Regions from separate parts of the Sus scrofa genome. Here regions 1, 2 and 3 are each linked to region 4. Evidence: chromatin contacts called from public Hi-C and HiChIP or PLAC-seq data. All regions are on one chromosome and are shown on one strand. The core of a region is the stretch at or near the end of the contact, and the rest is flanking DNA. Distances in the headings are between cores, read along the strand shown.

Region 1 (2,700 bases), core at 24-2,523, 380 kb before region 4:
GCTTTATACTATAGGAAAAATGTAGAAATAAGTTATAAGGAGGGCGGGGAGAAAACAAGAAAACAGAGGTTAGAAAAAATAGACTTGGAAATGACAACTAAAAACCCCCATGTGCACTTGTATTTGACCCAATTTAACCTTGAGCTTCCTAGTGGTCAGAAGACAGGGAGAAATACTTTGGGTAAGTTTTCTGAGATTTAGAGATAAACATCGACTTTATCTATCTCAGTTTCATTGTTGATAAAATGGTAAGAAAAACACCCACATCACAGGAATGCTCTGAGGGTGAAAGGAAATAAGGGGTATGAAATACTCAAGTACAATGGGCAATGCATGGTAGAGATCCTGCAAATTCTGGTTTTTATTGTTAGTATGATCTCTTCCAGGGTTTCTGCTTTAAAGTCAGAAATCAATGACCTTCAGCACTGTGGCTGGGGCTTCAATTGACTCAGCTTGATCCCTTTTCCAGTGCAGTAGAGGCTGAGAAATGATCTCTAGTAAACTGGATTACTCCTCTATAGGGAAGAGGGGGAATTAGTTAGCTTGCAACAGGAATGGTCAAAATAACTGTGTTCCTTTGTGTAAGATCCTATTGCAACCCACTTCCCAAGATGAACTGGCCCCCGCTGAATAGAACAGTAGAGCTTAAAGGAGCCTTGAAGGTTCATCCGACACTCTCTCTTTGCAGAGTGGGGAGGGGGGTGCTGGATTTTCCAGCATTGCCCAGCTGGAATTTGATGCTCAGATTCCAGTTGTTTTTCTTAAAGGATCCATTCATGAGAAGGACTAATGTGGAATTGAAGTCAAGGGGGGAAAAAAAGCTGATTTATTTATAGTTTAGGGAAGTGAAAGTCAGTTTGAGTTCGGAGGTTCATTGTTTCACTGTTACTACTTTCAGCCCTGGGGGGAATTGTCCATCCTTCTTCTTCCCTCTGCTGGCCCTAGAAAGTCAGCTCTCAGCTGCTGCCACCAAAGGGGCTCATTTTAAGAGCACACATCCTCTGGAAATGGTGGCCTCGTGTGGAGGAATGCAGATATCTGTAGGGCTGTATTTTCCTCAGTGCTTTTATGCTTTAAGAGAGAGAGAGTGGCTCAGCACATCTCTGGGCTATTTAAAGCTCACAGAGAGTGCCTTCTGAGGGCACGCGAGTGCCCTGGAATCTCAGTGGAACACTGGCTGAATTTGAGTGATAGTGTTTGACACTTTGAGTCACAGGCCGAATTCATCACGGTGCGGAGGGGAGAAGCTGGGCCCTCTCCTGCCTGTTGCCCGCCCACACGTGTGGGAGTGAGAAGCAGTCAAAATGCTGACGATGAAATGATGCACAAGGAGCATCCAGCTCCCAGCCAGGGGCCAAATCCCTTTCATCCAGGCTGATTTGTGCTAAATATGTGGCTGGCACTTCTACATGCACCCTCATCTTACCCTCCCTCCTGGCAGCCGGGTTGCTGGGTGGAGTTATCAGCCTCACTTGATGCAGAAGGTCACTCAGAGAAGTGGGCTGACATGCTCAAGGTCATGGTCAGCAGCCAACCCAGGTTCCAAACCTCAAGTCTAGCAGTCTTCTCGATACCACGGCCATCTACTCTTGGTGAAAAGATTAGTAAAGAAAAGAAACAAATTCAAGCCCCAAACGAAATCAGTGATTTCTGAGCAAGCTTCACTTCCTCTGGTCCCTAGTGCGGCCAGTCAAGAGCGACTCTGGTGTCACATTTTATGTCAGGAAATCGTGTGCCAGGGAGGTGAGTGCTGATAACCTTTGGTGCCATGGTGATGCAACTTGATGATTTTAAATAGTGTGTTTCTGAGATTGCCAGCAGCAGGGTTTATCTGGTGAGTTGTGCTTCCTTCTCCCTCTCCTATTTCCCTTTATGAGCTGGTCACTTGGGATGCCCGTCTCCCAGTGCATCTGTGTGCACTTGAGATCTGAAACCCCTGCCGGTGCCACCACCAGCTGCAGAAGCGCGCCGCTCGCAGTCATTTTTGGAAACCAAAAATGACCGGTCCCATAACTGTGATTAGATAAAGCTTGTAATTTGTGTTTGCTGTAGTCAGCGACGTGGTATTTTGGGACAAGCAGCCACTCTATGCTACATATAGCTCGGAATTTGCGGCTTTTGTGTAACCAGCCATTGCATGATCAAGGTGGTGAAGGCGAAAGAGGGAGAGAGGATGGAAGGATGATGGGAGGGAAGGCAGGAAGCCCTGCTCACAGACAGGCAGAGAACCAGGGAAGCCAGAAAGCTCGAAGGGCCTGCAGGAAATACTGGGTGACTTGTCCTGAAGAGAGACCCAGCCGGTTGCTGTCAGGCTCCTGAACACCACCGTCCTTCTCTCCTAACAGCTAGAGCCTTGTGACTCCCAGCGAGAGGCTTAGCTGTACCCCAGGCTCAAGGAAGGAGCCTACCCGGAGCCAGAGCATGACTGACGACACCCAAGGAACTTCAACTTTTCGGTGGTGGCTCAACTTTTCAGTTCAGCCGATAGATATTCCCTGATTCAGTGTTTCAGTTCTGAAAGGTCAGCCTCCTTCCCTGTCCCCAATTCTGGGGAACAATGTCCTTGCCCTTCCTCTGAGTCTCAGCTGGATAAAGCCCTTCCTTCCTTCACTATACACTGACTTAAGGCCTTCACATGCCACCAGGAGGGCCACTGGGGATATGAAAACGACAGAAACAAGTCAGCCTGAATTCCAGGCC
Region 2 (2,700 bases), core at 174-2,673, 400 kb before region 4:
GATTGTCATCTAAACAATTTTCCTGCCAGGATCCTCTCAAGCCTAAGAGGGGTCCACAGATCTCAAGGCTGGCAGGTCTTTAGTAGGACATTGAGCCCAGGGATAACTGAACCTAGGGATAAGGTTCAGCGTGGTCAGGACCCCCTCTGCCAATAATCCAAAAGGTACTATTTATTAACCCGTTTTGTATCTAATCTGGAATCTTATTCTTAATTTTTAAAAATTAAGTTGTCCACAAAGAACAACTGTCTGAGATTCTCATTTGAACTGGTTTTTAACATTTTATTGATGAAAGAGTTGAAAGAAAATGTTTGACACTCTTGTTTTATATTTGTAAGAAAGTTGTATTTTTAGCTTTGTGAAAATTATATTTGAACAACACTCTTGACACACGTACTCCTGAAAGTGGGCGTGAGCTGTCAGTTCAGATTTTTCTAGCCTAGCCTAGCTCGTGTTTCTCCTTTGGCAGAAATTTCTCTGCCTCCTCAAAACACCTCACTGTCTCCTTTGTCTGCTTCATTCTCATAGTACTTGAATATAACCTATATTATAACATAGATTAAACTGCACTATGGGTATTTGCATGTGGGCTCTGCTCACATCCCTATCCACAGACCTTAAGCCTTTTTTTGAGGACAGGAGCTGAGTCTTTTTTCATCATGTACCCCCTCAATCTCCCATAGGTCCAAGCAGGCATTCAGTGCAGATTTTAGAAGGAATGAATGATGGATGGATGAATGAATAATAAATTAACTGGGCAAGGCCTTGGAACACAAAAATGAGTGAAATCAGTTGACTTGTGGAGAGAAAAACTTGCATATGGGCAACCAACCCACAGTTCAGTTACATGCATGTCTTAGGTTTAATTTCAAGTTCACACATGTTCCCATTCCTTTTGTCTTGTGTCGGGAAAGCTTTATGGTCCCGTTGTTGCATAGGTGTGTATTTTCCTTTCCATGGGGATGGCTGCTCGATGATTGACTATTGTTTGAATAAATCAAACTAATCGGTTTTGTCCTGGGATTTGGAAATATTAAACTATGTTCTTTGGAAAAGGATACAGTATTATTTCAAGCATCTTATTATTTCAAGTTTGGTGCAGGCCAAATATCATTACTAACCTATCTCATGAGAAACCAGATGTTGCCAAGGTTTACTTCACTTAATTCAAGTAATATTCAACATATAATTACATTTTGTCCAATCTGGGAGGATAGAATTTTAGTATTTGTCATAATGGGATAACTCATTATATTAAGTTTTACCTTGAGTCTCAGGAAACTTTCTCTGTGTCCTAATTGGGGTTCTGGACTCCTCACTTTGAGCACACGTTTTCTGTCTGTGTCCTTATGCCTCTCCCTCTAGCCTGCCTTGGAGTCAGGAGGTGGTAGGGACTGTGTTTGACCTGCCCTTGACCCCAAGCACCCAGCACAGGGTCTAGCACTAGGCAGGTTTTCAGTGAATGAATGTGATGAGGGCAAAAAGCATGGGCTGCGGGTCAGACTTCACTTTTACAAAATGATAACTTTCATCAGCATCATGACCCTTATGAAGGCAGTAAGCGGACATGGGCCGAAGCTTTCATCATGAGGGACCCCGGCAGATGCTATAAGCGGTTCAAAGGAGAATCCAAAGAACTGGCAAATGTATACAGGAGGGATATTGAAATGAATGTGCAAATAGAGGCAAAACCAGCTCTTTTCATGGTCCAGGGAGAAGTCGCCTGAATCCCTGGGGACAGGATGGAATTTACATGTCTATAAACAAGAAGTCGTTTGCATTCCTATCAGCTCTCTATGACTTCCAGAGCTGTAAAATAGCTCCCCTGGAATCTCTCAGATAACCTGGAAGGTGTCCTTTAGACAATACAGAGTTTCCCATAAAAGCACACACTTTCCCCAGTTCAAATCTCACCTGTGCTGACAGGCCCTGAGGGAAGGGCATTCCGGACCAAGATAACAGTTCCACGGAGGCCTGGGAGACTTGTGTTTCTGGAATGGGAGGGAAGTGCCTAGAAAGAGGAGGGCTGAGGGAGGGAGCAGTCAGGTCCTAACAGCTTGGTGAGGCCAAGATCAAGAGTAGAGATTTAGTCCAGACTTGTAAAATTGTACAACTCTATTTTAAGCGTTCATTCCTAATTTGTCCACATTTACTGACTTCTATATTATATACAGGAATTATGATACCAAGATAATTTGAAGGGAGTACAAGTTCAGCCACTTACGGGCTGTGTGACCTCAGGTAAGTTACTTAATATAGCTGTGCCTCAGTTTTGCCATCTTTAAAATGGAAGTGATAACTTACAGTTGCAATGTTGATTATGTGAGTTAAGAGAATAAATGCCAGGAGATTTGGCACCTAGGAAGGGCTCAGTAAATGGTATTTAGCTCAACATGTAAAATATACACATGCACAGAAATGAAAATGAATGAGATATAAAATACGTGTAAATAAAGTGCCAACATGTGTCTTTTTGTACTCAGGGCATCAGCCTGACCACCCATGGGGTACATGCACCCCAATCCAGAGGTTATAAATAGGAGGCTTGATAAGATCTGTGGGTTGTAGAATGGAGGGGATGGGATGGGAGAAGAGTCAGAGGCCGAAAGACCAGTAAAGAAGCAGTATTGCAGCCCAGGGCTTGAGCTGGGGCACCCAAGGGAGACAAGCTCACTGGGAACAATGGCCAGGGCAGGGGGG
Region 3 (2,700 bases), core at 194-2,693, 470 kb before region 4:
AAAAAACCAGAAGAGCAGGAGTTCCCATCGTGGCTTAGCGGAAACGAATCTGACATCCATGAGGACGTGGGTTCGATCCCTGGCCTCACTCAGTGGGTTAAGGATCTAGTGTTTCTGTGAGCTGTGGAGTAGGTCACAGACGCGGCTGAGATCCTGTGTTGCTGTGGCTCTGGTGTAGGCCAGGAGCTGTAGCTCCAATGCGACTCCCAGCCTGGGAACCTCTATATGCCACATGTGCGGCCCTGAAAAGACAAAAAAACAAAACAAAACAAAACAAAAAACCAAAAAACAAAAAATAAAAAACAACCCAGAAGAGCAGCAGCCTGTGTCTCAGCCAGGTTGTGGGTGGCCTGAGGGGAAGGTGAGGATACATGGCTGGAGGCTCACTGGCTGGGGTGAACACCAGCTCTCTGCTGTCCGTGCCACCTTGGACTAGGCACTCCACTCCCCTGCCCTCTACCTTTATATGCCAAGAGGAAGGCACAGACTGGGATCAATGCCTTCAATGAACCTGGCTCCAGAACAATGGCACCAACGGTAACCAGAACTCACATTGTTGTCATAGAAAGCGGTTGCCTGTGTCATCGCGTCAGAATCTAGAACAAAATAGGTGACAGGTGAGGGTCTCTGAGTGCTAGAAAGCATCTCTGCAAGTTTTTTTTTATCGAGAAGATGCACCCATGGAAGTCATATGTGTTACTGAACCAAGGAAAACCATGCTGGGTCAGACAGGACGACCCTAGAGGAAAATAATGAACATCTTTCACGTCTTTGTTGAGAATCTTTGGTTGTTCTGGTCTCTGACTCAGCTTTTCCCCTGGAATCCTATTATACAAATATCTCTAGTAGGGTAAAATGGGTTAAAATGATTTCTGTATAAGCTGCTGAGGGATCCCAAAGAGGGAGAGATGAACTTGGTCTAGGGATGGGGCAGGAGGTTAGAAAAGGAGGGGATATTTACATTGGGTTTCAAAGGATGAATAGAAGTTTTCTGAGAAGAGAAGCGAGAAAAGCATTCATTATAAAGACAGTAACATGTGAAATCTTATTTAAAAGGTAGTGAATGGGTTCAACTTGACTGGGGTATAGGGAGAAATAGGGGGAGATAAAGCCTCAGAGGGTGAAGAGCTAGAAGTTGGGAAGGCTGAGAAGCCTGGACACTGTCCTTACAGTTCACAGGGGCCCTAGAGGGGTGAAGTAACTTTTTCTGCAGCAGGTTCAAGGCACCTTGAACCTTGCCCTTTTCACCCCCAACCCCATTTCCTTCCCTTTCCATCTTCCTGTCTCTCTGACAATGACTTCAAGCAGGGCTCAGCTGAGTAAGTGAATGTTCAGAAATCCTTCTCAGAAAACAAAAAACAGAAACAAAACAGAAACCTGAGGATTTCACTACTCAAAGCACGGAGGGAAGAGACAGGCCCAGGCAAGAACCCAGTTGTAGCAGGGCTGGGCGGGTCTGGCCAGCTGACCGGAGCTGTCTGGGCTCCTGCTGAGGAGAGCAGCCCTGGGCTCCCCTTAAGCTTTGCTTTTCCTTTTGGGGGGAGAGGGGGGTGGGTGGAGGGAAGGAATCTCAGAGAAAATATTTGTCACGAAAAGGAAATCTTGGCTGGCCCCAGAAATCGCAGATAATTAAGAGATATGATTTATCACGGGTGATGCTTCCCAGGCATGGCCAGAGTGTGAGTAAGTGTTTTTCAGGCTGCTTGGGAAGGCTCTGCCCACACGTCAGAGGCTTGGCTCTGCCGTCGCCAGGACACCAGCAGGGCCTGGGCAGAGGCTCTGGGTCTCCACAGTGACTGCTCCCTGCGAGCCAGCCCTGCCCTGCCAGGGAGGTGGGGAGGATGCTGGCTCCCAAGCAGGACAGACCCAGGGTGCATGCCAGCCTCTGATAGAGCATTCAGCATCACTCAGCTTCACTGGGCCTCGCTTTCCGCCTTCAGAGGATGAACACAGAGGATCTCACCCCCTGGGGACACGGCAATGTCTGGAGACATGTTTTGGCAGTCACAGGGGGCAGGGGCACCCCTGGCATCTGGTGGGGAGAAGCCAGGCACGGTGACCACGCTCCCATGTAGAGGACAGCCCCCAGCAACCAAGAGGGATACAGCCCTGAACATCATGCGTGTCGAGGCCGAGTCAAAGCAGATAGAGACCTCAGAGCTGGTGAGATGAAGGTAGTCACGTGTCCACATGGCCCGATGTGGTGCCCGCACTGGTTCCATGGCAGTTTAAGAAGTGGTAGCAAAAGTCATTTCTCTTGGAAGGCATGGGCCACCAGGCTGGGGTCGGTCTGCAGGAGAGACACCACGTGGCATGAAAAGGAGGCCAACCAGGGCCTTCCCTCCCTGGAACCCCTCCCTCCCTCCCTTCTTCCCTCATTTTCAGACGTGCCTATGAGGCACCAGGAAAACCAGGAACGTGGGCTTTAGTAGTGCACAGAACAAAAAGGTCCCTGTCCTCACAGAACTTTCCTTCTAGTGCATTTCCCACAAATGAAGACATGACACTGTATCAAGTGGTAAATAGTTCCTACAAAGAACAAGAATGCCTTGACTGGAAATTTTAGCTTTGGCGTTTTGTTGCTCCGTGTCCTGAAAATGACTCGGCGAGGCCTCTGATTTGTCCATCTCCTGCTTTGATTTCTCAGATCCCACCCATCCTTTCAGAAAAATAACAAGTTATTGTTGCAGAGGTCCCTGC
Region 4 (2,700 bases), core at 46-2,545:
TCAGCACCAGGGTTAGAACTCACAGCTCCTGATGCTGAGGCCAGTACTCCCAAGTTCTTTCTCCTATGTGTGTTTGAGTCACAATTTCCTGACCCAGAGAGGAAACATCTAAATCATTCTTTCCAAAACTCTCAACCAGGAATCTCTAGTTTGACAAAGAAACCTCAGAGGCTGCTTTCTTTGTGGAGCTTCTAATCCTGGAGCAGGGTGGAGAGAACGGTGGTGGTGGGGGGGTTGGTTAGAGAGAGATCTTCAGGAGCTTAGTTCCTGTTTATCTACATGTCATTCTTTTAGTCCCTGAGGCTATAACATCCATTTAGAAAGATTAATTCAAATGTGATTGAGGACAGAGAAAGGAGAGCTAAGGGGGAGGCAGAGAGAGGGAGGAAGAAAGTAGAATTGTCTAAGCTTTAGAAGAAAGAACCTAAGGTATTACTAATTCTCAAAGAGGTCTCACTTCTTACAGACAAGTTGCTCCTTGGGAAATCACAGGCAGGTGAAAGTAGCTCCGTGATTCTTTTATTATCCATGAACCTGGCTTTTCTTTCCAGCATTCTCAGGTGCGCTGGAGGTCCTGGGAAGAGAGAGGGCTTTTTCAAAAGACACTTCCACCTCCTAATCCCTGTGCCTACAAACCAAATATTGATCTATTTAGTAAACCAGCCTGTGGGAGGAGAGATTGTAAAGCCCTGTTTACTCAGCAGTTGGGCCCCCCTGACAGCTGTTCAATGGGGGATTATGATGTCACAGTGGTAATTACACTATAAACAAGGGATAGGGAGAATAAAGCATGAAAGGAAACTGTGGGGTTCGTTACTAGGCAACACAAAATATGTAACCAGAAACCCGACAAGCATGTAAATTTCCTTGCAAGCCTCCCAGATGTCCTCACTTTATGGCCAGCACACAGTTTCAGTTTCAATTTGTTTATTTGCCCTTCTTCAATCACAAATGTGGAGCAGAGAATGTTGAAAGAAAGAAAAGAAAGCAAAGAAAAATGAGGGGAAAGGAGGGCTTGTACTTTCTTCCTAGGATGTAAAAGGTCGGGAAAAAGCTCAGGGGCTTAGCCTTCTCTCTTCAGAAAGATGTAGGGGTCACTGTCCAAGGGAGCTTTATCAAGGAAGTAAGCCAAAGACAACAAAGAAAGTGAGCCAAGGGAAAAGAAAAAGAAAAATGGAACAAAAAGTAAGAGGATGAAACTAAATAAATGGGAGAAGGAAGACAACTCCATGGCATGATGGGCTCCCAGGGACTAGAAGGGGCGCTGGAGTCCTCACTGCTACAGCCCCACCTAGTGGTTGCCCCACATCTTTCATACTTCGGGTGCTGAAGCTCCAGTAACCCTGCCTTTCTTTGAGCAGCTTTATCCAAAAGTTTTTATGATGAGCTCAAATCAGCTTCCCAATTATGAACAGCTCTCCTCATCCCCAGGACAAGAAGTCACAGCCTCACAGAGATCTGGAAACAATGACCAGAATACTGTTTTTCTTCTTTTCGATTCTCATCCCAGCAATAGTTTTCCCTCCCAACAGCTTTTTCTAGATGAGATTGTTTCTTGCTCAACCCTCTGAACGACTTTCAATTTGTCAATGCTCCTCTTATAATCTAGGATTTGAAACTAGACACACCCTCTTAGGTGAGGTCTGACCTCAGAGAACTAAACAGGATCCACCACTATTCTCCCCAGCCCCGCCCCCCCAATCCACTTGTTTGGGAGAGCTGTAGAGGCTTGCGGGAGACAGCCGGAACAGGCCCATGAGAACCGATCGTTAAATTTTCAGGAATTCTGTGAGGTCGTTTTTTAAACCATTGACAGCTTGAAATCAGCCATGATGACAGTATTTACGCCACAGATATTGGCAAATACAACAGATCAGGCTTCCCTTCCATCCTCTAGAGAGCTGGTTTACCAGCAACCACTGCTCTGACCAATCATATTCAATCTCTTTTGGAATTTAGTGATTCACAGAGGGTAGGCAGAAACCTTTAGCCACAGATCTACAAACCACAGACCTCCATACACAAGCTACAAGCAGTCACTCTCACTAGATCTAAGGAACATGGATCAGGATTTTAGTTCTTCTATCTACAGTGACCACCTTTGCTGACTGAGAACACTTCTCTTGGATCTGATTGACACTGTGGCCACATAAACTTCCACAGGGCACTCCCTGAGTCAGATACGAAATGACCAGGTTGAGGGAGAAAAAAAAAAAAATGTCCATTGAACCGCATTGTAGATGCTGCTATTACTGACACGGGCACAAACACAGAAGCTGGTACAATCAATGGCTTTTCTGCAAACTTGGAAATTCTCTCGAATTTCTGTTCTTAAATTCTAGTATTAACTATCTAGAATGACAGTCTGGTGACAGGGCTAAATTCCAGTCCTGAATGAGCCAGTCCTTTGGGGTCTGAATGGAAGCTTATCCCTGTCCCTCCCTGGGCCTCAGTTTCCCTGACAGCCGTGAGGGTTGAGTCTCAGGACTTTTAAATCCAGATGGCTTTTGCAGCTGGCTCCAGCTTGGGCCACGGTACTGACATCCTTATAAGTGCGTGAGCAGAACTTGGCATTGGATGAGCAGCGTTTTTCCACAAGTAATTCTCACTGTGTGGACTTGTGTCCCGCCTCCACTCTCCTGTTGTCCTGGGGATGATTTGTTTGTTGTGACTCTCCTCGGATATACTATAAATGCTGAT

What was found. Hi-C and Micro-C count contacts between places; a contact is called where the count stands out from the background. HiChIP or PLAC-seq counts read pairs in DNA pulled down with a chosen protein or histone mark.
Region 1: a contact with region 4 is called in an H3K27ac HiChIP or PLAC-seq map of skeletal muscle, with 5 times the contacts expected there. The contact joins two enhancer-like sites. A contact is called at or near these places in 1 of 47 Hi-C or Micro-C datasets (embryonic fibroblasts) and 2 of 2 datasets of contacts at active chromatin or transcription factors (alveolar macrophages and skeletal muscle).
Region 2: a contact with region 4 is called in a Hi-C map of epiblast stem cells, with 2.2 times the contacts expected there. The contact joins two enhancer-like sites. A contact is called at or near these places in 1 of 47 Hi-C or Micro-C datasets (epiblast stem cells) and 2 of 2 datasets of contacts at active chromatin or transcription factors (alveolar macrophages and skeletal muscle).
Region 3: an H3K27ac HiChIP or PLAC-seq map of skeletal muscle shows a contact between it and region 4, with 4 times the contacts expected there. The contact joins two enhancer-like sites. A contact is called at or near these places in 1 of 47 Hi-C or Micro-C datasets (embryonic fibroblasts) and 1 of 2 datasets of contacts at active chromatin or transcription factors (skeletal muscle).

What each region holds. Positions count from the first base shown.
Region 1 is chr1:248,914,723-248,917,422 of Sscrofa11.1, forward strand. No RefSeq gene overlaps it. Among named protein-coding and RNA genes, the nearest start is that of KLF4, 310 kb to the left of the region's middle. Within about 2 kb of position 1,274, at least 11 of the 83 cell types and tissues checked have an H3K27ac peak or open chromatin away from gene starts, as enhancers often do. A contact at or near this core is called in skeletal muscle, where this site is marked.
Region 2 is chr1:248,891,303-248,894,002 of Sscrofa11.1, forward strand. No RefSeq gene overlaps it. Among named protein-coding and RNA genes, the nearest start is that of KLF4, 280 kb to the left of the region's middle. Within about 2 kb of position 1,424, at least 5 of the 83 cell types and tissues checked have an H3K27ac peak or open chromatin away from gene starts, as enhancers often do. A contact at or near this core is called in epiblast stem cells, where this site is marked.
Region 3 is chr1:248,821,183-248,823,882 of Sscrofa11.1, forward strand. No RefSeq gene overlaps it. Among named protein-coding and RNA genes, the nearest start is that of KLF4, 210 kb to the left of the region's middle. Within about 2 kb of position 1,444, at least 35 of the 83 cell types and tissues checked have an H3K27ac peak or open chromatin away from gene starts, as enhancers often do. A contact at or near this core is called in skeletal muscle, where this site is marked.
Region 4 is chr1:249,290,381-249,293,080 of Sscrofa11.1, forward strand. No RefSeq gene overlaps it. Among named protein-coding and RNA genes, the nearest start is that of TRNAE-UUC, 250 kb to the right of the region's middle. Within about 2 kb of position 1,296, at least 29 of the 83 cell types and tissues checked have an H3K27ac peak or open chromatin away from gene starts, as enhancers often do. A contact at or near this core is called in epiblast stem cells and skeletal muscle, where this site is marked.